2 separate regions of the Mus musculus genome follow, and region 2 is linked to region 1. A link is a contact called in public promoter capture Hi-C data. All regions are on one chromosome and are shown on one strand. The core of a region is the stretch at or near the end of the contact, and the rest is flanking DNA. Distances in the headings are between cores, read along the strand shown.

What was found. Promoter capture Hi-C pulls out the DNA fragments that hold promoters and counts their contacts.
Region 2: a contact with region 1 is called in a promoter capture Hi-C map of embryonic stem cells, with 2.4 times the contacts expected there. The contact joins the promoter of Rab3d here to the enhancer-like site in region 1. A contact is called at or near these places in 6 of 39 promoter capture datasets (the SN4741 cell line, embryonic stem cells, hippocampal neurons and 1 more), 2 of 115 datasets of contacts at active chromatin or transcription factors (bone marrow-derived macrophages and embryonic stem cells) and 1 of 9 other capture datasets (embryonic stem cells).

The regions. Positions count from the first base shown.
Region 1 is chr9:21,668,129-21,674,806 of GRCm38.p6, forward strand. Smarca4 (SWI/SNF related, matrix associated, actin dependent regulator of chromatin, subfamily a, member 4) reads left to right here. Exons shown (of 34, transcript NM_001174078.1): 20 at 807-920; 21 at 1,421-1,528; 22 at 2,356-2,442; 23 at 3,915-3,961; 24 at 5,042-5,208. Among named protein-coding and RNA genes, the nearest start is that of Gm26511, 52 kb to the right of the region's middle. Within about 2 kb of position 2,418, at least 19 of the 459 cell types and tissues checked have an H3K27ac peak or open chromatin away from gene starts, as enhancers often do. A contact at or near this core is called in embryonic stem cells and stem cell-derived epiblast-like cells, where this site is marked.
Region 2 is chr9:21,914,719-21,921,593 of GRCm38.p6, forward strand. Rab3d (RAB3D, member RAS oncogene family) reads right to left here and starts at 3,465. Exons shown (of 5, transcript NM_001324531.1): 1 at 3,304-3,465; 2 at 987-1,225; 3 at 145-263; 4 at 1-51. The coding sequence starts at 1,214. It overlaps Tmem205 (transmembrane protein 205), which reads right to left. Exons shown (of 4, transcript NM_178577.5): 4 at 6,291-6,631. The coding sequence ends at 6,326.

The sequences.
Region 1 (6,678 bases), core at 1,168-3,667:
TCAGGCCTATGCCATCTTAGTTGCCTCTCCTTCCTGGTGTTCTCTTCAGTGGGTCTCTTGGAGCTGGGCTTGTCGGCACAGGGGTAGGCAGATCTCTGAGTTTGAGGCCAGCCAGGGCTACACATATAGAGAAACCTGCATGGAAAAACCAATCAGTCAATCAGTCAAATAAAGATAAATGGATCCCTGGCTAACAAGGTAGCTCAGCAACTAAAAGCACTTGACACCAATCCTTGATGAGTTGAGTTTGAGTCCCAGAACCCACAAAGTGGAATCTGAGCCAACTGTGACCTCCTCAGGGTATACCCACCCTCAGACACAAACAAATAAGTAAACAAAAGACACTTTAAATGCTAAACAATGTAGCCTTGAAGCCAAAGAATAGTATCTGGATAACAGTGCTTCTTAGGCAATGACTCCTCTGAGGCCAAGAGAGGAAGGTGTGGGACTAGTGTCAGAGCAGCCTTTGGCATTGATCAGACAAGCTTATAATGCCCCAAATTGCCTGACTTTAGTCAGCTGATGCTGTGGTTGTAAACACCAAATTGGTACTGCCTAAGGGAGACCCAGCGGCCAATTGTCATATGTGTTCAGGTATAAGGTAAGCATGGTACCTGGCCATTAGGCATTTCATAAATTACACAAAAGGCAGAAGATTTTCATTTTCCCAAGGATGAATGTCTTCCTCTTCTCCCAGAGGGCACAGGGGTACCAAGTGACAGCTGCTGTCCATGACACAGCTGCCCTTCCTATGCCCTGCCCCCCACTTTTGGAGGAATTGTTATAATTTACTGTCTGGCTCCCAGGTGGACCTGAATGAAGAGGAGACTATCCTCATTATTCGTCGCCTACACAAAGTTCTGCGGCCCTTCCTGCTGCGGCGGCTCAAGAAGGAAGTTGAAGCCCAGCTCCCTGAGAAGGTTGGTGTTGGCAGAAGCCACAGGTGCCATTTGTGGGGCTGTTCCCAGGGAGAGTGTAGTCAGGTGATCCTTCCCTGGACCCGCTCCATGGAATTGGAGTGGTGACTCACACCACTGTGCAGCAAAGCCAGGACCTGGGTCAGAACCGAACTTTGTCACACTCATGCTTGCTGTGTCCTTGTCCAAACTCCTGTCCACAGACAGAGGCTAGGACTCAGGTTGGATCTACTGAGTGGTATCAGTGGTGTGGGCCCTCTGCTCTATGCACCCACACTTGGCTTGCCTCTCTGGTTGACTTCACCGTTTATTTTCTGACAAGCTGTGGAAAGCCTTCCAGAATTTTGACCCAGAATCTCCTCCTCTTCCCAGATCTCCCTACTTTGAGGGCTCCTCCCTCATACCCCATGTCCTAATCAGAGTGCTGGTCACAAGGGTCCACTTGGTGGCACAGGCAACCCAGTTTAAGTTTGTATGGCCTGAGAGTGTTCTTTGCTCCACAGGTAGAGTATGTCATCAAATGCGACATGTCAGCCCTGCAGCGTGTGCTGTACCGTCACATGCAGGCCAAAGGTGTGCTGCTGACTGACGGCTCCGAGAAGGACAAGAAGGTTTGTTCCAGGTTCCTCTTTATCTATTTCACGATTGTCTAAAGGGAGAGGGTAGATGAAGAGCACCATGGGATCTGAGAATTGAATTGGTACTCTGCCCAGGAGACTTCGTTTGGCCCCATCCCTCAGGCATTCAAACAGCCACAGCTGTAATGTATCCTTTGAGGATGCTTACTAGACTGCTTTCTGGAGTTGCCCTTGTTTGAGTACCTGCCTTCCTCGAGACAGCAGGAAGCCCTGGGCTGACTGATGCAGAGTGGGAATAGTCCTATGGAACTTTACTTACCCAGCAGCCTTATCTGTCATGGCCTCTGCACCCTTCCTCTTTCTATTACTGGGGGCATCCCGACATTGGAAAGAGTGGGAGGGGGAGCCACTGCTCTCTTGGGAGCACTCAAGAGTGTCATTCTACACCTCCTCTAAGCAAGCCTGGGCTTGTCCCCCAGGGAATTACTAGTCCCTGCAATCCGTACCCAGCATCCTAGCCATGGCCTTAGGTGTGTGTCTGTTGTTCAGCCCCTTTCTTACCTGTGCGTTGGAGCATTGCGCTCCTTGCTTCCCTCCCTAGTACAGATCACTGTACCCTTCTTTGTGTAGCTGTACTGTGAGTGTGCTTACCCTTTGCTGTTTGCTATGTTTGCTTCCATTCAGTTCTTGTGCCAGTTAGTCTCTTAGGTCTTCTCAGAGAACTCCCTTCCGTAACAGGGCTACAAAGATAACCACCAGCTTGCTCTGGGCCATTCTTCTACCACCCTGCCCAATCTTGCCCACCTCCATCTTGCCCTAAAGGCAGGATTCCGTTTTGACCATCTCATGTGCCTCTGCAGGGCAAAGGTGGCACCAAGACACTGATGAACACTATTATGCAACTGCGTAAGATCTGCAACCACCCCTACATGTTCCAGCACATCGAGGTAAGGCCACAGCCCAGAGTCCTGGCTCTTGGTGGCAGAGCTAGGCTGCTTGTCCCTGACGATTGTGGCCATGTGTGTACATGTGTTAATAGGCCAGAGGTTGATGCCTTTATTATCCTCGGCTTATGCTTTAGAGGTATCTTTCATTGAACTTGGAGCTCACTAACTTTTAGACATGATGGCTAATGAGCTCCACAGATCTGTTTTTCTCTACACAGCTCTGAGGTTACTCACATCAGTCAGCAAGCCTGGCTTCTAAGTGCCAGCTATCCAGCTCAGGTTGTCATGAGTACAGCAGGGCATATCTGTCTCCTCAGTCCTTAGGATGTTCTTAAGAATGGCTAAGGAGCTGGCCATAGTTCCAGCACTCAGGAGGCAGACCCAGGTAGATGTCTGTGAGTTCCAGGACAGCCAGGCATGGTGCACTCAGGGGACAAAAGCAGATGAATCTCTTGAGTAAAGGCCAACCTGGTCTACAGAGAAAGTAGGACAGCCAGGGCTACACAGAGAAAGGAAAATCCTGTCGAAACAAACAAACAAAAAAGACTTAAGGTCTTCTCACTAGCCACTGTCTTTACACCTGTATCTGTCAAGTTTTCCTTTTTCTGGTATTTATGGGGGGTGGGGGGAGTTGCCCAGTGTAACCCAGGCCTGTGACAAGGAAACAGGTGTTCTAGTTTTGGGTGTGTACATCTCAGCTGATGTTTAGCAAAGCCATCATGGGACTGAAAATTAAAGTCTCTAGAAGTATTTGCTCAAGAGTCACCTCTAGGCTGGAGAGATGGCTCAAAGGTTAAGAGAACTGGCTGTTCTTCCAGAGGTCCTGAGTTCAATTTCCAGCAACCACATGGTGGCTCACGACCATCTCTAATGAGATCTGGCCTGTAGACACATGTAGACAGAACACTGTATACATAATAAATACATCTTTAAAAAACAGTCACCTTGTAGGTATTTTCTGCGTGTTTGGGGACTCCTCCCTTGGGAAGTGTTCCCACTCCTGAGGTTACACGTGTCTCTGTCAGGGCTTCTTACCTGCAGGTTATGAAGTGCTGATGGACAGACATCAGTCAGGTCTGTGACCACAGCCACGGTCATCATGAGTAACTGTGCTTTTGGAGAATCTCGACTCTTGCCTAAAAAGCAAGCATGTGTTAGTATTCTTAGTGTACAGTTTCAGGGTCACTCAAGACCTCTGAGTCCTTAGCGTTCCATTTCAGGGTGGTCTGAGGTGTTGACGTTGGTGCCTAATATCACATAGTCTTCTTCCCATCCTTCACAGGAAGAGCATGAGGGTTGGCATTGGTGCACTGAGTCCAAGCTGGACATCCACATCTGGACTCTGTGCCCTGCAGGCCACAGATAACTACCAGTGTGACCTCTCAGTCCTCTGCAGTAGCTGCCTGGACCATGGGCTTGACTGGGCAGTCCCTCCCTGCCTTGGCACTGATCCATCTCTTGTCCTGTTGCAGGAGTCCTTTTCTGAGCACTTGGGGTTCACCGGCGGCATCGTGCAAGGGTGAGAAGCTTCCCAGCTCTTGAGAGTGGGTAGCAGTCTGCTAGGGGGGTTATAGTCTTGTTCAGTGGCTTTGTTGCTGTGATTAGCATTTATCTGCTATCTGAGGCCTCCAGACCTAAACTCCACTGCCCACAGTGTAATGCTAAGCAGCCTCTGTTAGCCCTGAGCTTCAATCCACCCGCTCTGCCCTTGATACCCTGTGAGCACCTTTCCTGCAGCTTCAAGTGCGGGGTCCACTTCTTTTCTCTTGGGTTGTTGGGACACAGTCTCAATGTGTGAGCTAGGTATGTATGTAACTATGTAGCCCAGGGTGGCTAATCATCTTCTTCCTGAAGCAATTGGAATCTTTGTGCCTCAACCTTCCACGTGCCAGGACCATAGGTGTGTGATGCCAGACCACACTTATAGAAGTCAGTGGTGTTGGCCATGGATGCCATCTCTAGAATATCACCATTTTCCTCTTTTAGACATTCTTGAAGTTGAAGCTACATTTCCAGCCCCGGTTTTTACCTGTAAGGGCATGGCATTTAATTAGGAGGGTGACAGTGCTTTTTGCTGCACTGGAGATTGGGCCCAGGGCCTCACTATTCTAGACAAGTGCTTCACTGTGGTACACAGGATTCTTTAGTCTATAGTCTGTTCCTAGTGTGAGCTGTTCTAATGTTATGGTAGCAGACCCACCATCCTCAAAGCAGCTCCAGCTCAGCACTGCCCCTCTGTAGAACCGTTCCTCTCTTTCTACCTTTACGTAGGTTCTAGGGACTGAACTCAGGTCAGTGAGCTTACAGGACAAATACTTCACCCAATACTGAGCCAACTCCCCAGCCCACTGGGCGTCATGTCTGATCGCACTTTTTTTATTCTCCTTGTGACCTGGTGAAATGACATGGACATATGTAGTCATTGGTAATGTACTCTGACTAACAGTGACCAGAGTTCAGCTGTAGCAGTGGGTGGCCTTGCTCGGGAAGCCACTTCTTTCCTTGAATCTGCCCAGCAGCCTAGATGCAGCACGCATCTCTGAGCTCACAGGCGTGTGACTGAGGACTGAATGTTTCCCTTCTTCCCTCCGTGGACTAGATTGGACCTTTACCGTGCCTCAGGGAAATTTGAACTTCTTGATAGAATTCTACCCAAACTCCGTGCAACGAACCATAAAGTGCTCCTCTTTTGCCAAATGACCTCCCTCATGACCATCATGGAAGACTACTTTGCATACCGTGGCTTCAAATACCTCAGGCTTGATGGTGAGTAGAGGGCAGTTTGCTGGAGATACTCATTCCTGACCTGGTTATATGGACTTGAAGTCCAGAGTATACCCTGAATCTGAGGACATCCTAACTGTCAGGAACCTGAAGGAGGGCCTGAAGGTGTTTAGTCTCCTGTTTGCTAGAGTCTTCACTGCAGTGCTGTATTCTGTAGTGTGGGTTCTGACTGCCATTTCCGCTTAAGTTACACAAAGTTATCATGTGTGCGTGAACATAAGAGCCCTGCCAATGTGGAACCTTGAGAGTTCTCTGCTCCGGTAGAGCTGCATCTCCATGAAGTTCTCCTGTACTCTGGGCCTCATCCTTAGATAGACTCTGCTACTGCTCAGTGTTAGCAACAGAAACAAAGCTTTCCCCGACTCCCAGCCAGCTACCTTGCCGTGTCCCGTAACAGGCCTGGCCCAGAGCTGAATGATGCTCACTTGCCGTGGGACCCTAGCCCGCTTGCAGGCAAGGTCCTGCACTGCCTGGGAGGCTCTGTGTACCAGTTGCCAGAGTATGTCTTTCCACCTTCCCTACTTTCCACAAAGTACTTCAGGGAGGAAAAGGCCAGCATTGTTAACAGAACAAATGATTGGGAAGCCCTGGAGTTAGTGTCCCACATTGTCATCCTGGGAAGACACAATGGAGGACCTCAGAACCAACAAGACTTATCAGCTTTCTGTTTTCCTTGCAGAGCCTTTATTGGGCTCAGAAGCTGGGAGTGCCTTACTCTAGACCTCTGCCTCTCCTGTCCCATCTCTCTGTGCCCTGGACCTTTTCATTTTATACTGCATTTTAAAGATGCTTCAGCGTCTTACAACCTGAACTTGATTGCTTCATCTTTTTGTATGATTCTATGGAGCTTCATCTAGAATGTGCTGACCAGAACTCCCATACATCCATCTGGCCCCAGCCCCTCCTTAGGTGCTCCAGGACCACCTTTGCTAAACCACCATCCCGTTCTGAATGTTCACATAGCTCAGTGCTGGCCAAACACTGCTGAGGTCCAAATGGCTGGACCTCTAGCTGCCTCCTTTGTCCTTGTAAGCACCAGGTCCTACTTTATGCAGATCCCTGTCTGCTCAAGTAGGAGCCTAAGGACTTTTATCTGTTGGTTTCTGCTGTGAGTGTTGCATGCGGTGTTAAGACTGCTCAAGGAGTGGGCAGAAGGTCAAGGAACACTGTGTGGCAAGTATGAGGTGTAGGCCTATTAGCCCCCTGTGAGCTAGGAGTCCAAGGAAGGCTTCAGTGGTTACAGCTCTTATGTATAGATTTTTCTCTACGCTAACCAAAGTTACTGCAAGAGAATTAAGGGTACATGCCAAGGCTGTGGCTAGTGGTTCATCTCATCACACTATGCCACTAATGCTGTGTTCCTTGTCAGAGTATGGCATCAGCCTTCTTAGCTATGTGGTGTCTCTCCTCATAAAGAACAGAGGGAACAAGTGTCAGGAAGCATTGCACCTA
Region 2 (6,875 bases), core at 2,215-4,714, 250 kb after region 1:
ACGAGGATTACCTGGGCATTGTCCCAGGAATAGGTTTTGATCTGCGTAGCCCTGGAGAGTTGTAGACATTGAGAGTGAGGTTAGGATCGGGAGGGGGAGAATGAAAGCCCACGCGTGGCATGTCAGTGGTTGGCCAGTGCTTACCAGTCCTGCACCGCGGTGAAGGACTCCTGGTTGGCGATGTCATACATGAGCAGGAAACCCATAGCTCCGCGATAGTAGGCCGTGGTGATTGTCCGGTAGCGCTCCTGGCCTGCTGTGTCCTGGGCAAACAGCAGTCAGTCAGCTAGGTAGGGGCCACCTGCTCCCCACCTGACTCTGCGGGACCCTGAAAGGGACACAGGTCTACTCTTGCGGCCCAATCTGATAGGAGAAGAGTGGTGTTCCCTTCACAGGCCTAGTGTGACAGAGAGGTATGGCCCTGCCCTCACAGTCCAATCTGATTGGAGGAATACTGGTGTTCCCTCATGGCCCAGTCTGATGCGCATTGCCGGCCGTGTAGCACCAGCCCCCGTGTCCCATCTTGAAAACTCAGTTCTGACTCAGCTCTTCCCTGGACGGACTCCACTGTGCAGGGCTGTCCCTCATCTATGAGCTTCCTAACCTGGTTTCCGAGAACCCATGTAACAGTCACAAAGAAGAGCCATCTGGGCCTCGGGCCATCATCTTGATCTGCTTCTGGTCCCTTTGTCACCGTAATGATATCAACAACCGGACTAGGGACAGGATGTAGCACTGAGCCTGGCAGCCCCATGGGAGTCAAGATGGTTCCCAAATGATACCTCACTAGTCACTGATACTTCCAAGAAGTACCTTCTGTCCACCTTGTGCCTCCCCAGGATGCTCTGGGGAGGTATGCTCCCACACCCTGGTGGACTTCCCTCAGGGATAAAAGACGCCTCCCGGCCCCAAGCTGTTCTGTGTGTGTGTGTGCTGGGGTTTTCTACTGACTGCCCTCCCACTCCCCACATGACTACTCAGCCCACCCAAATCTGCAGCTTGATCCTCTTGTCATGTCGGTAGACCGTCTTGACCTTGAAGTCGATGCCCACTGTGCTCACGAAGGCAGGGGTGAAGGAGTCATCGGCATAGCGGAACAGGAAGGATGTCTTGCCCACGCTGCTGTTCCCGATCAAGAGCAGTTTGAACATGTAGTCAAAGTTCTGGTCAGCAGCGTCTCTTGGGCTGGCAGGGGGCTCACTAGCGGATGCCATCTCAGTGGGATCTGCTTGGAGGGGAGACCAGAAATCCTGATGTCAAAGAGGGGACTCCTGTAAGAGGGCAGCTTCCGTAAGGGTGAGTCTATGGGTCCATTGGTTTCAAGAATCACATCTTCCGACACGTGGATCTGGGATCAAACGCAGGTCATCAGGCTGGGCAGCAAGTGCCTTTTCCTGCAAAGCCATCCCCTAGCCCTAGTTTTAAAGTTTTATTTATTTTTATTTATTTATTGAGACAAGGTCTCACTCTGGAGTAAGACTAAGGCTGCATATGTGACTGGTGTATGGGGTTGACAGGGACGTGGCTCCACCTCGGGGCTGTAGTTAGAGGCAGCTGTAAACTGCCTGACCTGGGCTCTGAGAATCTAAGTCAGGTTGTCTGAAAGAACTGCTCTTAGCAGCTGAGCCATCTCTCTACTCCTTCTCATTTTTTCCACTTTTATTCTTTAAGGAAAGATCTCAGGTAGCTCAGGCTGACCTCAAACTCCCCATGTGGTGGATCCCTGCCTCTGGAGCTGTGGATTACAGGTGTGCACCACTGTGCCCTTCTTAATGATCCTTGTGGTATTCATCAACAAACTTCTGCTGAGTCTCTGCACCAGGCATGGGTCTCTGAAGAGACACAGCTGTGCATAAGAAAGAAACACCACAGTGAGAGGGCTGTGGTTGCTATTTAATCTTTACACAAAGGTGAGGCTGAGGGCTGGGGAGTAGAGCACTCACCTGCGTTTTCAGCCCCAGCACCCAGCAAACCAGGTGTGATGTGCACACCTGTAATTTCAGCACTACAGAGTGGAAACAGAGTACCAGGCGTTCAAAGCCATCCTGCGTTACATTGGAAGTTCCTTACCAAACTGGGGTGGGTTATATGAGAACTTGTCTCAGAAAGAAAGGAAGGGAGGAAGGAAGGAAGGAAGGAAAAAAGAAAGAGAGAGGGACAGAGAGAGAGAAAGAGAAAAAGGAAAGAAATATGGAACCTTTATAGTGGAAGGTTCAGATCTTCTCCCTTCAGGTGCAGGACCAGGTAACAGGTGAAAACTCAGGGCCAGTTGGGGCTGGGGGGCCGTGGTGGTGAGGAAGTTGCACGGGCTGCAAGCTGGACTTTGCCCAGTGCAAGCAGCTGGTATGGCCAGGTGTGTAGGTGTGTGTGTGACTGCCAGCTAGACAGAGCCCCTTCCATCAAGGCTTGGATGTTGAATTTAGCTGGTGCTTGCCTCTGGGGTGCTGTCCTGTCCTCTCCAAATCCACTGTAACCCTTTCCCTGTCTCCCAGGGTGAGGGTAATTTCTATATATATAACATAAGGTTTAAAGGCCCAGTTAGGCTCCCAAGTGGGTATCTACCATTTTATTTGTCAAAGGGGCCGGGCCTGGCTCCCTCTTGGCCAAAGCTGACTCACCCCAGCCATGGTCCACAAAGACAGGACTGAAAGTCATCAAATCCAAGAGAATTATCCTAGCCACTTAATGACTGCAAAACCCACCACCCCATATCCTCCTGTTTATATCTTCCCACACTCCAGCATTCTGTTTTATCCAAATCTAGGGTGTTCTTCCAAGCTCTCCCCCACCCCCGCCCCCACTTTGCTTTCTCCAGCTGTCTAGCTTAGAGCTGCTCTCCGAAGCCCAAGCAAAAGTATTTCTCAATGGCCTTCGGTGTTTTCTGTTTCTCTACTCCGTGCATTTCTAAGGAGAACGCAGCCAACCCCACCCTGTGTTCCGGGAGAACGGGTTTGAGGCGTCCGTCGGGCAGGGCCTCCAGGCTGGCCCCCGCCCCACCACGGCTTCTCTTCTGGGCCATCTAGGGGTCCCCTAGCCCTCAAGGTTGGCACCCGAACAGTCACTGCACTGCGTGCACCAGCAAGTGCCTCCCCCATCACCATATGGCGCCGTCGCTCGGCCCCAAGCTGGGCTTCTCGCCCACCCCGCCACCGTTCGCAGAGCTTGCCGGGTGCGGGGAACCCAGAAGAGCCAGCAGCACTGACAGGGGGTGCGGGACCCAGGCTCGCGCGGACCCCAGTTCAACCCTGTCATAGTGCACGCGCGTATCAGCGGGTTGGCAGGTGCACTCGCTCCTGGGCTCACCTCGGGTCCCGCCTTGCACACCAGGATCCGCCCACGAAGTTGCTACGGCCCCGCACAGGGCTGCGACCCTCGCCCCACAGCTGCCGGCGCTGCCAACACTGACACCCGGATCCCGCGCCGGCTCCGCCCAGGCGGAGGGGGCGAGGCCGCAGAAGACTAGGCGAGGTGAGCGGGTGGGGCCTAGAAGGGGCGGGGCGCCTTGAGAGTTGGCGCCCGGCGGTGGGCGTGGTCTTACGGGTGTGGGCGCCGCCAACGGAGCCAGGAGATGGGCGTGGCCTGTCGGAGGCTTGGACGCCACAAAAGTCCTAGCTGAGTGGGCGAGCCTTGCAGGCGGAGGTGGGGTCTGGCAGGGGCGGGGCCACCTCAAGAGGCGTCAGAGGTGGGCAGGGAGTTGAGAGGATGGGACCTGGTAGTATGGTAGGAGAGGGGTGGTAGGGATCTGGGAGTGCAAGTCTGTGGTCCTGAGCTAGAGCCCAGAGGAGCGGGAAGAGGCATTAAGTCCCATCAGAGCCTCTCTTTCCTAACTAGAGGTAGAAAACATTTTCTATGCATTCTGTGTTAACAGGAAAACCTCAGCAGCTGAGTTCTATTCCCATCTCCCCTTTCTAGGACTGTGACTCCTGACATATTTAACCTCTCTCAACCTCAATGTTTCCCTCTGTCGAGTGGTTCATAACAAGATTAGTGTAACCATAGTTTTATTCCTTTTACTTTTGGGGGCTGGAGAGATGTCTCAGCGGTTAAAATCACTTGTTCTTGTTGAGGATATGAGTTTGAGTCTCAGGACTCACATGGTGTCTAATAACTCCAGTTCCAGGAGACCTGACCCTTCTTACTTCATCAAACTGCAAGAGCCCACGTGGTGCAGACAAAACACTCATGTAAAATAAAATTTAAAATTCTAAAAATTAAAATTTTTTTGTTTGTTTTCCAGGCTTGCCTCAAACTCCTTAAGTACCAAGAGTAAATGTGAACTGATTCCCCTGGCTCCACCTCCCAAGGTCTGGGATTGAAGGTGTACAAAGCCATGCTGCTTTACACGGTGCTAGGGATGGAGCCCAAGGCTTCTTATATAGAGAGTGGTTACTCTATCTCCCCAGTGCTGGCCTGAATCCTAGGCATAATCCCCGTTCCACGTGGGAGGAGTCTGGCTCTAAAGGGTGCTAGATTCTTCTGTTCAACATGCCTAAGGGCTCTTGGAGTTAAAACATGTTTTAGAAATAAGGAAACTGGGGCTGGAGAGATGGCTCAGCAGTTAAGAGCACTGACTGTTCTTCCAGAGGTCCTGAGTTCAAATCTCAGGAACCACATGGTGGCTCACAACCATCTGTGATGGGATCTGATGCCCTCTTCTGGTGTGCCTGAAGACAGCTACAGTGTATTCATATATATAAATAAGGAAACTGAGGATCAAAGAAAAGTAGATATTTGCCAGAGTCCACACAGCAAGATTTCGAATTCAGTTGCTACTAAGCCTGATATGAGGGTTTCAGGGACCAACAGAGTAGAAGGAGAACCAATTCCCACAAGTTGTCCTCTGATCTCCACATGCAATAAACAAAAGAATAAATAAATGTAAAAAATCAAACAGAGCCGGGTGTGGTGGCACATGCCTTTAATCCTGGCACTGGGGAGGAAGAGGCAAAGGCAGGTGGATTTCTGAGTTCGAAGCCAGCCTGGTCTACAAAGTGAGTTCCAGGACAGCCAGGGCTACACAGAGAAACCCTGTCTCAAAAAAAAAAAAAAAAAAAAAAAAAAAATCAGACTTTTAGGTATGGTAGCTAACATTTGTAATTCCAGAATTTGGGAGGTAGAGGAAGACAGAAATCAGGAGTTCAAGGTCATACTCAGGTATGTAGTAACTTCAAGTTCAGCCTGAACTCAGAAGAGACTCCATCTCCAAAGTTATCTGCATGTGTGTCTAAACAGGTGAAATGGTGTATTTCTGTCATCCTAGTACTAGGAAGCTGAGACACGAGGACTGCCATGAATTTGAGGCTAGCTGGGTCACATAGTAAGTTTTAAATCAGATTGGCTACATAGTAATAAGAGCCTGTCTCAAAAATATAGAGACTGATATAGTAGCTCCTATCTGTAATTTTAGTACATGAGAGGTGGAGGCAGGAAAATTCTCAAGTTTCAGGCCAACTTGGGCCACAGGATTCCAAGTCAGCCTGAGCTAGAGACCCTGCCTCAAAGCACATACACACAGACCATTATCACACACACCATTACCACACAGAAACTTGAACGTCACTGCTCACTCAGATGCCTAAGGGAACAAGAGCTGCCTCCAAAGATTTAACATGAATTGTGCCGGAGAGTATTAGCTAGGAAGAGCTGAGTTATTCCTAGAAACAAGCAGTCCCCAAAGACTTCAGGATATCACTCACCCAGGTTCACAGCTCGGAATGGATGCTAGGGGCTAAGGAAAGATGTTCTAGCCTGTCTTGTAAACGCTTTTAAAAAAAGATTTATTTATTTTATTTATATGAGTACACTGTCACTGCTTTCAGACACACCAGAAGAGGGCATCAGATCCCATTACAGATGGTTGTGAGCCACCATGTGGTTTCTGGGAATTGAATTCAAGTCCTCTGGAAGAGCAGTCAGTGCTCTTAACCACTGAGCCATCTCTCCAGCCAGTAAACACTTCTGCTCACATCTCATCAGCCAAAGAAAGTCATAATGTCACTTCCAGTGTCGGCAGAATCGGAAATATGATTATGCCTGGGAGGTGGGAACCTGCTGTTGCTGCAGTAACACACAGGAAGGGCAGTGGGTAGAGCTGAGCCAGGTATACAGAAGTTACACAATATATGGTCACTGTTAGAGGAGACATGCTGGAACTTCAATAGCTCACACTCCAATGTGTCATGTCACCAGGTATGGGCAATCTGAGGCTCTGAGTGCTACACATGTGTATACACACACACACACACACACCCCTGGCTTTTCCTGAGGTGAAAAAAATGACCATGGCCATCTCCAAAGAAGCATTTATTGACACACAGGGTCTGTGTTAGAGGCTCCTGAGTCCCAGGGCAAGGCCCACAAGGCAGAGCCCATTGCTCAGCAGGCACCCCAGGTTGCAGAGGGAAGACAGGCCATGGTAGTGGTAGAACTTCCGGCGTAGAGCACTGTACTTGGGGTCCTTGTCCCGCAGCTGGCGGTAGGGATCAGGGCCCTGGAAGTTGCCTGGCACCTCTGTCCCCAGGCCCCGCTCTTTCTCTATGCTCTGCAGGGCCCGCATGACAGCCGTGGTGCGAGCCTCAAGCCAGCGAGCATTGATGGTGGCCAGTGTGAGGCTCAGAAGCAGCAGGGAAAGCTGGGGAGAGTGACAGAGTGACAGGGAGGTGAGGTAAGGGTGGCTGGGAAGTTTAGGGACCTGCATCCTCACGGGCCAGAGAGGTCCCTGAAAACAGCAGCCCTTAGGAAAGACTCTATCTACGGCCTTTTCTCGTCTTCTCTCCCACTGCTCCCTGAGCACAGAAACCTCTTCTCCAAAGCAAAAGCTTTTTTTTTTTTTCGTACGGAGAACTGACTGATCCTGGGGCCTCAGTCAAAGTGTG